Linked DNA regions of Siniperca chuatsi: region 1 is linked to region 2. The links are chromatin contacts, called in public Hi-C maps. All regions are on one chromosome and are shown on one strand. The core of a region is the stretch at or near the end of the contact, and the rest is flanking DNA. Distances in the headings are between cores, read along the strand shown.

What was found. Hi-C and Micro-C count contacts between places; a contact is called where the count stands out from the background.
Region 1: a Hi-C map of skeletal muscle shows a contact between it and region 2, with 8 times the contacts expected there. The contact joins the enhancer-like site here to the promoter of mboat2a in region 2. A contact is called at or near these places in 2 of 3 Hi-C or Micro-C datasets (skeletal muscle and an unstated tissue).

What each region holds. Positions count from the first base shown.
Region 1 is chrLG15:15,432,604-15,438,051 of ASM2008510v1, forward strand. It overlaps mboat2a (lysophospholipid acyltransferase 2), which reads left to right. Exons shown (of 13, transcript XM_044166963.1): 4 at 2,152-2,247; 5 at 3,403-3,458; 6 at 5,075-5,129. Among protein-coding and RNA genes, the nearest start is that of kidins220a, 13 kb to the right of the region's middle. Within about 2 kb of position 3,563, the one cell type or tissue checked has an H3K27ac peak away from gene starts, as active enhancers do.
Region 2 is chrLG15:15,399,145-15,404,971 of ASM2008510v1, forward strand. It overlaps mboat2a (lysophospholipid acyltransferase 2), which reads left to right and starts at 1,818. Exons shown (of 13, transcript XM_044166963.1): 1 at 1,818-2,600. The coding sequence starts at 2,367.

The DNA of each region.
Region 1 (5,448 bases), core at 2,313-4,812, 35 kb after region 2:
TGTGTGTGTGCCTCGAGGCATTTACTATGTGTACACAACCTTAGAGAGAGGTCTTGGAGTGTTCAGACATTTATTTATAGCCTGTTTTTCATTTTCATTGCTCCATATACAGTGTGTATCCATACCTGCAGCTCCTGTGTGGCTCCTTGTCTACGCGGTGACCCGTCTACCGCTGTCCCACAGTGGGAGGCCAGCCTACTTTAGTCCCAGGCTCCAATCCGATGCCTTGAGTGGAAATGAAACACCCCCCTCTGAGCTGTGAATTACACAAACACAAATCAGATGAGGATGAAGACAGGATTCCTGGTGGGCCCACTGCAAATATAGCTGCTGCAGCACATATAGCTCATATCCTCACTGATAACTGCAGCTGTAGAGAAAGCTGATCTTGGTGAAATGGGGTTGTAGCTAAGGACTGAAAATGTTAGCAGAAATGTCAACAGAAAAACCTAAAGCTTTTTTGCACTGCTAAAATATCCATTTTATATCATGTTGTCTAGTATTGAGCATATTAAGTCTTTGTGCTAAAGCTAGCCTAATAAAATGTCTGCCAAAGGTATCATTTCTGTTGCTTTTAATGCAAGTCAATTGTTTTCCAAAATTTTGGTAACATCTTTTCATTGCTGGAGTGATCTGTAACAGGATATTGTCACTTAAAGAAAATGTTAAATTAGTTAAAACCCTATTGTGAGCAAGTGTAACAGGACAACTTATCTTACTCCATAAGCATGATTTTGGTTCTGGTTTTGTTACCTTTTACTGTGTATAACACACCACTGAATGAGGATAAGAACGGCCTATATTCACTTATATTTTTTTAGAATCAAATCATAAGCCACCAGAACATTTGAGACAGTTATGCTAACCAGGTTAAAAAATTGTAGAAAGTAGTCAAAGTGGGGTCTGAGGATCCCTCGAGTTCTAGGCAATAGTGGACAATTTTAGCTAAATACCACTTAGGTTGTTCAGTAAAGAAACATCTATGATGGGGGGCATACCACATCATAGACGTCATATCCCTCTCTTTCTGCATATTTTCCTGAAACCCAGCATTGTTCCAAAAATAAATTACTCAGCACGAAACACATTTTAACTAGTATTACTAAATGTATCCATGCAGCACATTTAGAGGAGCCCTGTTGCTGTAGGGTTGGTCTGGAAATATGGAGGCCTTTGTAAAGAGCCATGTAGTCTCCCAAGATTCTGAAAAATATTGTTTACACTGAAAAACATGCCAAGTGTGGGTTGGATACAAACACAGAACTGTCAGAGCACATAACAGGAATGTATTCTAATGATCTCCTCTTCACAGTGCCTTCTCTGCCTTCTTGTGATTAATAGTAGTGTGTTATCTTTGTCTGAGTTTTTAAAAACTGAGAAAGATCTTGAAATATCTGAAAATATTTAAAATTACAGCAGTGTAAATGGGTTATTTTATTTTGTGTTATACTGTAAATGCTTGGCAGTAGAGATCAGATGATGTCTCGGCTACGTCTTGGACTGCAGATACAGTAGGCTTTAAGAATGAAGAGGTCCCGATGTGTCTTATCAGCAATGCAGCTCTAGCTGGTGTGTTGTATTCCTTCTCAGAGCAGCACAATCCTCTTATTGTTTGCAGCAGAGGAATGCTAGCTTGCTAGCTTTGACTTGGGCTGACTCTGCAACAGCTTTGTACAACAGGCTTTAGTGCTGCTCTGTCTTTCGTCTTCTGTTAAAAGGTTGTGTTGTCATCTGTCTTCAACCACTGACGGGGACACATTATTGGAGCCTCCTCTGCGCGTTTGTCGAAATTTTCGACCCCCTCATCTTTCGATTGCTTTGGTTACAGAGGCCACTGTCTTTTGTACTGTACTGGAAGAAAATCCTTGTTCTGCCGCAGATATGAAAACAAAGGGATGGACTAAGTTTATTTTCTATCCTCAGAACAGTACGGGTAAATGTGTATTAAGATGCCCTGCCTGAAAAATTCCATATCACTGTGTAGATTCAATTATTTAGATTAACGATTAATGTTACAACATATGCACCAAGATTTCATAGTTGTTTTTGGCTTTTGAATGCAACATTTCTGTATTTTTACACGTTTCACCTACATAGCCTGTGTCATCATTTATTTCTCTCATTTCTCTTTTGTTCCCTTTCTCTGTACAGGTACTGCTTCATCGTGACGCTTGGCTATCTGATATTGTGTCAGATCACACGAGTCTACGTGTTTGACTATGGCATGTACTCTGCAGATTTTACAGGGTAAGCTACACTAAGACCACAGAGCTCTTTATAATCTTTTTGGTTCTTAAGTAAAAACTGAAGACCTCCGTTGGTCTTAACTTTGGAGTACAAATAAAACTAAAAAGAGAAGTTACCATTATAAGTCAGGGGAATATTGGTTTTGACTCAACCAGTCTGAGCTAAACAGAAACAAGAGCGTGTCACACTGCTGTGTCCGCAGTCGATAGCGACTATAGTTCCTTGTGGTTGGTTCCCACTCCTCCAGACTGTCTGACAATTCAAGCAGACAGCCTGCACTCCCAGCAGGGTGGGGGTGGCTAGTTGCTAAGCAACCTAATGCAAACCCATACTGCCTCTGCGAGAGCAGAGATTTCACTATTTCAACAACCTTGTCTGCTGTCCCTCTGTTTTTCTTGAAAATGTCAGTCATGTTTTTCTAAGCGTCTGTGTGAGCCTTATAGGCAAATGGGCTTTGTTCTACAGGACTAGGCAATCTTCTTCTAATTTTCCTCAATCCTTTGAAGCTATTTTATTACAAGACCATAAAATCTCTGGTGTGTTGCTTGTTTTTGACTCTGTAGTTTAACTTGATGCTGCCACCAGCAGTTTTCATGTATGAAATTAGTCAGGAACTTGTACTTGATGATGCAAACATCAACAGAAAGGTTGTATATATCTAAATGCAGGCTAAAGCACATGAGAGCAGATTTTACAATGTTCGTTGATAGAGAATGGCTTTATTAAGTCAAGAGGAAGAGGGCTGAGTAGCATAGGACCGGATTGGGCCTAAAGAATAGAGAAGAAGAATAGAAAGAATAGCTACAGGAAGTTCAGAAAAGGTCTGCAATTACCCTGGAGGAAATTTTCCATTGTGGAGATACTACTGCAGCTGATACTGTTACTATTATTACTGTAGGAATTGGCATCAGTTGGGGCCATCAGTTACCCATGTAAAATGCAACAATACTGGTTGAATAAACATAGGCTAGCAGTTTAACATGATAACTTCTTCTAGACTAAAATAAAGGTTAAGTATGTGTGAAAAGCATTTATTTGAAAATGTCAGCTTGTTAAGAAAAAGTCAAACGATGAGCTGGTTGTATGATCTGTACTGAGAGGTTTCGAAATTCACAATATTAACTTGGCCTTTTTCTGTTTGGTGCTCTTTATTAGGCCCATGATGGTTATAACACAGAAGATTACCAGCTTGGCGTTTGAAATACATGATGGTAAGATGAGCATCAAAGCGTCTCTAAAGCATGTGTGTTTGAGTGTGCGTGTGCATTCTCTGTGGGGGGAAAAAAGTGGCAGACGTGACATAAGTGAAAATGGTTCACTTCTCTTTGGAGTTTAACAGATCACAGAGCCACGTTTCCGAGCCAGTAGTCAGTTCTGACAATGGACTAGTGAACCTGAAAGGGAGCATAAACACAGTTATGTAATGGAGCAATGACCAAGTATGCACTCTCTCCTTCTCTTTCTTTCTGTAGTATCAGTTTAATGGCTGACTTTAAACACAAGCTCATTTTGAACTAGGCTGCATACTTTTAAACAGTGGATAATAATGCTTTAACAATTTATTGGCTAAATGTAAAACAAGGCACGGTATATGTAGTTGTCCTCTCATGTGCCCTGCTAATACTGAAGTCAGAAGTTTTCTGCTCTAACTGAAACACCACATGTGCTAATGAGCAATAAATAAAGATGGAGACTTGACACCGAGGTTAAAATAAACAAGTGTGATCAAGTGTCAGAGAGGCTTAGAGATTGAGAGGATGATGAGAGTCACTCGCAGCGTTTTAGTTCCCAGTTGCAGTCTTAAGTCCCCTCAGGATATTCTAGACTGAACACAATCAGCAGTCTAATAACAGTTTGTGTATTGGTGTGTGTGTGTGTTGGCAGGTGTATGCATGTGTATGTAGTGTAGAGTTACGTAGTGTTTTAAATTCTGTTCAGGTCACTGATTCTCCTGTGAGTCTGATAAGAAACTAAGACTGTAATTCCCATCCTCAGAGAGCTGTCACATCCTTATATACACACACACTTGCCATATTTGTCTATTGTATTCCAGCTCTTAAGAATACAGATTTATTAAAGGCACAGTGAAGCTGCTTCACAATTCATCTTTTCATTCATTTGATTGGGATCAAAGGTTTACTTGTGGCCAGAGGAGCAGCAGAATCTAACTAAACATAGCCTTGCACGATGAGCCGTACCCTCAACCGTACCCCATGATGCCAAATCTGACCACGAGTGTTCAGTCTAATGAGTTGCAAAGCCGCAAATCTTCATAAACAAAGACTGATTAAAACAAATATATCCAGACATTTAGCCCAAATAATAGAGCAGATTTTTACAGTAAATACAGTACAACCAGAACAGTGGAACAACCTGAGTTAGATGATGAGTTCTTATGAGGTTATGTACACAACAGCCTGCTCTCTCTGTTGCAATCATCTTTTCTCTCCACTCTTTGCCCCTCCTCTGTCTCACTCACTGTCCTCTGCCAACTCAGCTGAAGGAAGGTATTATTTAGGTTACACAGCAGTTCACACGTCCTTCCTGACCTCTGAGCCCATGTGTTGCAATAAGTTCCTCTGGCACTGGCTAGGTTTGGTTGCAATACCTGCAAACCTTGAGACTCAGCACATGTCATTACTATGAACTTCAGAGTTTTATCAGAATACATGTAATGTGTGTTATTCTATGCTATTATGCTGTTATCCATACCCCATGTTACCATTGAAAGAAACTGATTCTCAGAACATGATTTCCAGGTGTATGTGTACATAAATGAAATGTATTTCTTTGAATGTAACATGTATCTCTTTATGTCTGTCTGTAGGATTGACCAAGCGAGACGGGCAGCTGACTCCCACTCAGAAATACCTAGCTATCAGGTATGTGACTCAGGTATGTTTTTACTGCTTCAGATGATGGGCTCATTCAATCAAGTTGAATTAAAAAGCTGACATGGTCTTAAATTAGAGTTATTTTTATAAAGGTTTCATTGCTTTCTGAATAGGAAATCGCCACATTGCCCCCCTTTCAGGCTCTCTCTGGTGTTATCAAGCAGTTGTTAGGCACTCTGTATCCAGGAAACCACACATTCACTACTCTCATGACCGGTATTGCAGGAATGCCCTGCCCTCCATCTGTCCTGAGCATTACGACCTCAGATTCCTTTCCCTGCCAGTTATTATTGGAGATGGTGCAGAA
Region 2 (5,827 bases), core at 568-3,067:
CTCCCTATCTTTGCAGTCATTCATTGGAGTTTGTGTACAGCTCATTCTGTGGTAGCATGTGCCAACAACAGATGAAAGACTTGGCCTGTATATAGAGTCAAAATTAGGCTCTCTGGGCATCTTGCTTCCTATCCAACTTAGTTTCACTTTCCTGTAGTTTATCTGATCAATATTATACTTGATGCTCTTCATGATAACCAATAGTAAGGAGTACAGAGGTCACACAGAGCCATGATAATGTTCCTATGAGAGAATTTTTAGAAATAAATATGAGGAAAAGAGTGCCGCCTTATTGTATACTCTGCTGTTTACTGTACTGTCTACAAGGTGAGTGATATGCATAGTCTAGTTTTTATTCAATTGCCTAGTCACTTTTTGGGTATATTTGTATCAAAATGTTTCCTGATAAAATTTCCTTGAACCAGTGTCACTATGACAAATCCATCTACATTTAGAGCTCTTTATAAAGTGATTATTTCATTGATGATAAGCATATACCAACAGTGACTTAGTGACAGCACAGCACATGACCTAAATCTTTCTGTCTTGATTCATAAACCTCTTATAATTACTCTCCCATTCTCACATTGTATATACTTTGGAAAAATTCTAATGTTGCAGGAACTCCCTGCACTGTGTTAACAAAAGTGGAAGGTTGCAGTCAGATGAGTTGTCATTGGTTTGTAAGTGCTGCCCTCTATTGGCTACTGCGCCTTGTTACAAACTTTCTTCAAACAATACATTATTTCAAAAGAGATTAGTTCAGTGAAAACAAAATCTGTAACTACAAAGCATGATCACAACTTCACAAGAACAATGTAGAGTCCGTGGTTACAAAATGCAGCAAAGCACAAGTTTAAACCTAAAGAAATTCCAGTTTGATGAATTATGAATATGGTATAAACCTATTTTTTGTATGTCCTACATTTTTAATCTTTTATTTTAGGATTATTTCTATCATAGGTTTTATTAAGGAAATACAATATATTTATTTACTAAATTGTATCTAAGTAGGGTTCTGGGTACAATCACTGTAAACCACTAGGTGGTGCTGATAGACAGCGAGAAAACAGGCTGCTGCAAGTTCCAGAGGCTATTGCATTCAGGCGACCAATAGCTGTCTAATTGATCACAATAGTTTAATTTTCATACACAATTAATTCTTACCGTTCACCTTTCGATGTATTATTTTCATTGTAACGTCATGATGTAGTGCAATCAATATTATGCAGGTATGCAGTATATTTTTTTCTTTCTTTTGCTTGTCTTTCGCGTCTGACAAGCACAGCCAAACTAAAAACACAATTGAAATATATTCAAGAATATGTAGTGACATAAAAATTAGAGCAACTTAATTTTACTAGCTACATTAGGCTACATTGGTGTCCCATGGTCTATAGACAAAATACATCTAGTTGTGAAGCATAGCCTAATATAGGCTATATGTCCATTTATAGCTTGTAAAATGTTTGCACAATGTCAAAAGTGTGTCAGTATGGTCACAATTTACAAAGAGCTGCTGATCTATTTTTTTATGCCGCTAAAAAGACCAGTGCAGACACAGTAGTGCAGATGCAGGCCTCGCTGTTCCCTATGAACAAACATCACTGGGCTCATTGTAGTCGTTTCCTCAAATGAATCGTGCCAAATCCCCCCCTTACGTCACACTTCTCTCCTTCATGTGTGGAATGCTATAAATGTGGGAGGGGTGTGGGCCACACGCAACATTGTTCAGTTCAAATTCAATTTGCCTTGAATATTGTAAATCAAGATATCCCTTCCATGTACAAAGTGGGATTGGCTGATGGACTTCCTTTCTCTATGCGATAGGACAAAATAGATGTTTATTACGGAGGGCTGGACCGCCTTCTCTCCACCCACACTATAACCACTTTTGTCGTCGTCAGAGATACTCTGCTATCAAGATAGTTCACGTCTTACTCTACCATTGTCTCCAAGCGTACAAATATTTTAAACATGGATTAGTAGGCACAGAAGAGGTTAGCAAACAGGAAGGCACAATTTCTCTTTCCATGTAGAAAACGATGAGAATGTTGATTTTTGACATACCACGCATGCTCACAAAAGGAGCGACCGTTAAGTTCTTTAGACACCTCTTAAAACGAGAAATGTTGTATTTTTTAACGTTTTTGACAGTAGAGTAGGTCACTTACACCTAAAACGTCACCCCCTTATGCTAATTTATATACAAATACATGTACAACAGCAGTAAAAACGCCACATGCGAGGCACTCTCACCGAGTCCCAGCTAAAAACACGACGTCTTGCGTTGCCAACGGGCGTTAGACGAAAGAGAAAGTGCTCAAGCAGTGAAATCCTCGTCTTGGTTTTGTACTCTTTGTTGGATGTGTGCTGTGGATGACAACCGTCCAGCCCGTCTCAACAACAGCAGCGACGGCGGCGGCGGCGGCAGTGTGTTTATCATCGCAGCAGCCGAGGGGAGTGAAGCGAACCGGAGGAAGGAGCGAAAAAGGATTTACGGACACCGACCAAGCATGGCTACCCAAACGACAGCATCATGTACTGGATCCACTCTGTTGCAGCCAATCAGCGAAATTATCAATCTCCCTCTTGACCAGGTATGTTTTTGGATGGAGACATATCGATACATGAACCGTCCGAGTTGATAATATGTTTTAAACAGCATGTTTATCATAATTAGATAGCATATTTGCATATAACATTAACGTTAGCAGAGGCTGATGATGCGCAGCGCTATTCTTCCCAAACGTTACCGTAGCCTTTATACATTGCGGATTTATTGAAAACGAGTGCACAAATTCACTGTTGGCGTTTCACTGTCACCATCAGCTAGTCCCCTGCCAAGCTACACTACAGCTAATGCCTTTTGTCTCTTCCCTTCGATGCCCAGAGCCTTCTCCAGTGGTCCCCAAACTGGGGTCCGAGGACCCCTCAGAGATCTGCTTTCCATCGGATCACCAGTATAATCTGGATTAACTAGTTAAATTTCACCAACAACATTCACTTGAAGTTAGCCCAAGAATAGTGTGTATTTAGGCCGCAATGATTAATCTGCCAGATTGCAACAGTTTTTTCATTGCTAAGAAACAGACAAAATAAAGCTAGTTTAATAGAAGAAAAATACTGAGCTGTAAAACGGCTCCTTAAAATGGAAAAGGCTGGGAACTTTAATCTATTTGGGATGAAATCAGATTTTGGATTTGGCATGATTCTAATATGGCTATTCAGTGGACCTTCAGTTCACAGCCACCTGGAGCTCTGTATCTAGTTTTGAGAAAGCCATGCAATTCATATGTTATTATGAGGAAAAGCCTATATTTTAGAAGTCCATAACTGTAGGAATCACAGCTCGGGGAGTTTTACATTTGTAAACCTAAACCAGGTAAAAAGAGAGTTAAAGAAAGATGTGGTTTGTGGTGTTCATTCAGGCACAAATTACTTTGCTGGTCATCATTGCTCATCTATAATGAGAGAGGGCACCACACCTTCTCTGTCAGTCTTTTCACATTTTGAAGCAGCATTGAAATGGGTTGGTAAACCACTGTAGCTATGGTTCGTCTGGAAATATGGGATTATATTAGCTAGGGATAGTTTTCTAAAGTGGAATTCATTATAATATGTGCTTCACATGTTTGCGTTGTAAACACTTTCACATTCACAGGCGGCACACCTACACCATCACACATGGAGTGTATGCAAAGTAAATTTCCATAGCAATCATTTCAAAGCTCACCAGAGATAGCCTGTGGTGGTGTGTGGAAGCGTGCACTCATGTCAGCACGGATCAGTAGCTCAGGATTTGTTAGACAGTTAACATGTAGTTAACATGGGATGTTTCTAGCTTTCCTCAAACTACATTGTGATTGTCATTGTTTTTATATAGTGGACTTAAATTTCCCTCTGAGTTATTGCCCTGATACCTACCCTGTGTTATCCACATAGTAACAAATAATATAGCTTAATACTCCTAGGAGAAGGAGACAGGGCATATCTTGCTGCCCGATATGTATCAACATGCCACAACCTGAGGAACATTAAATTAACCATACACACACAGCACACGCATGCGTTCACACCCACACACAACATTGCAACATGGCAACATTGTTCTTGAAACTTTGATTCGAATGAATCCCTTTGAATTTTATTGTTTTTGTAATTAATATATGTTACTTACTTACTTAATATATGTTTTCCTGAACACCAGGGAATCCACTGTCATGTCCCTCAGTTGCCTCCACCAATATGAATAACTCTTTCTTGTATAGAGAAACAATAGATTTCTTGTTACAAATGGACTCCAAAAAGATATATTTTTTCTGCTTATGTTGGCATAGTTTTGCTGTGCATTTTCATCCTGTGTCATCAGTGGCAGAATCACTTGTTGTATCTTTACTCTTTCCTTATCAGCATGGGGTCACATACAGATAAGCCTATTTCCTCCTCTCTGCCAAGCACTTTTACATGCAAGCCTCAAGCTCATGACTCACTCTTCTCTTCCCACTGGACCTGAGCAAAGCCTTGTTATACGCACCTGAGATCATAAGGGTGTGCTTGATAGGATGTTTGTATTCTCAGCTGTGATCTGGTTAAAGTTTGCATGTTTGAAATCATACCACAACTGTGTGCTTATGTGAACTTAGTTTTGCATAGCCAGACCTATCTCCACACTTAGTTTTAGCACTGTGCCAGCACTGGAGAAAGGTCTGGCTGAACCATGGATGTGTAAAAAGATCTGGATACCAGACCCAAAATGGCACCTATTCAGTCCAAAAGAATTGCTTTCCTATATGCATATGCCAAAAAAGTTTCTAGCTTCCCGCTAGCCCCGCCCGTGAGTTCCCGCTGGGCTCATAGACTTTACATTGTGGTGATGTCACAGATTTTTAAATAGCTTTTCTCGACTTGAGGAAAGTTTTACAAATGTGAAACCTCCATGGATCAAAAATTCCTAATAGAAAGAGTCATAATTGACCTTGTTTGCAGTTCGAGGTGTCCTGTCAACAGTTTTACAGATGTCTCTTTTATAATGGGGGAAAATGCTTTTTGGGTTGCAATTTGTTGCTACAATATGGCAAATGGCCACTGGGCAAAATTGGAAGTAAGGCTGAGTGGCGGCAGGGCCTGGTTTAGGGGGAAAAATGCTCTGTCTTGTGTGTATGTCTTTAAGCCAATCACAATTGTCTTGGGCAGCGCTAAGCTCAGGATGCAGCGACGATGCCCTTGTAAAACGGTAACACGCAGATAACCGAAGGAGAGGAGAATTCTGACTGAAATAGTTGGCCAATGGCAGGCTTATACCCACAGCCTACTTCCTGTGAGTCAGACTAGTAGAGAGGCGAAGTCCCTCCCATTCCTGTGTCCCCCATGGGACCTTATTTCGGAAAAAATATGTACAGTAGTCAATGGCGAGAGACAAATAATTCAAACGGGATCAAACAATTATTTGTCTCCAAAATAAGGTCCCATGGTGGTCCACCAGAGGGGGAGGGGCTGCGCCTCTCTATGTGAACTTGGCTTCTTTATCAGCCGACCACGTACACAGCTACCTAGCCATGTGACTAACCTCTAACTCCTTGTCTTGTTGTGGTTCAAACAACAAACCTGTCCCACCATCTGTCATCCTCCATACCTGCATGTGCAGACTAGAGTGTTTCATTATGTCTATCCACTCTAAAATGCTCCAGCCTCTGTTAGGAATGTTGCAGGGCAAGAACTCACTATTCAAAGGATCTGTTCCATATCATAAAAACATTCTCTGAACTTTCTCTGGAAAGGAGTATAACTGGCTCCATACTGTGCCTCTAATACGTGGAACAATGAG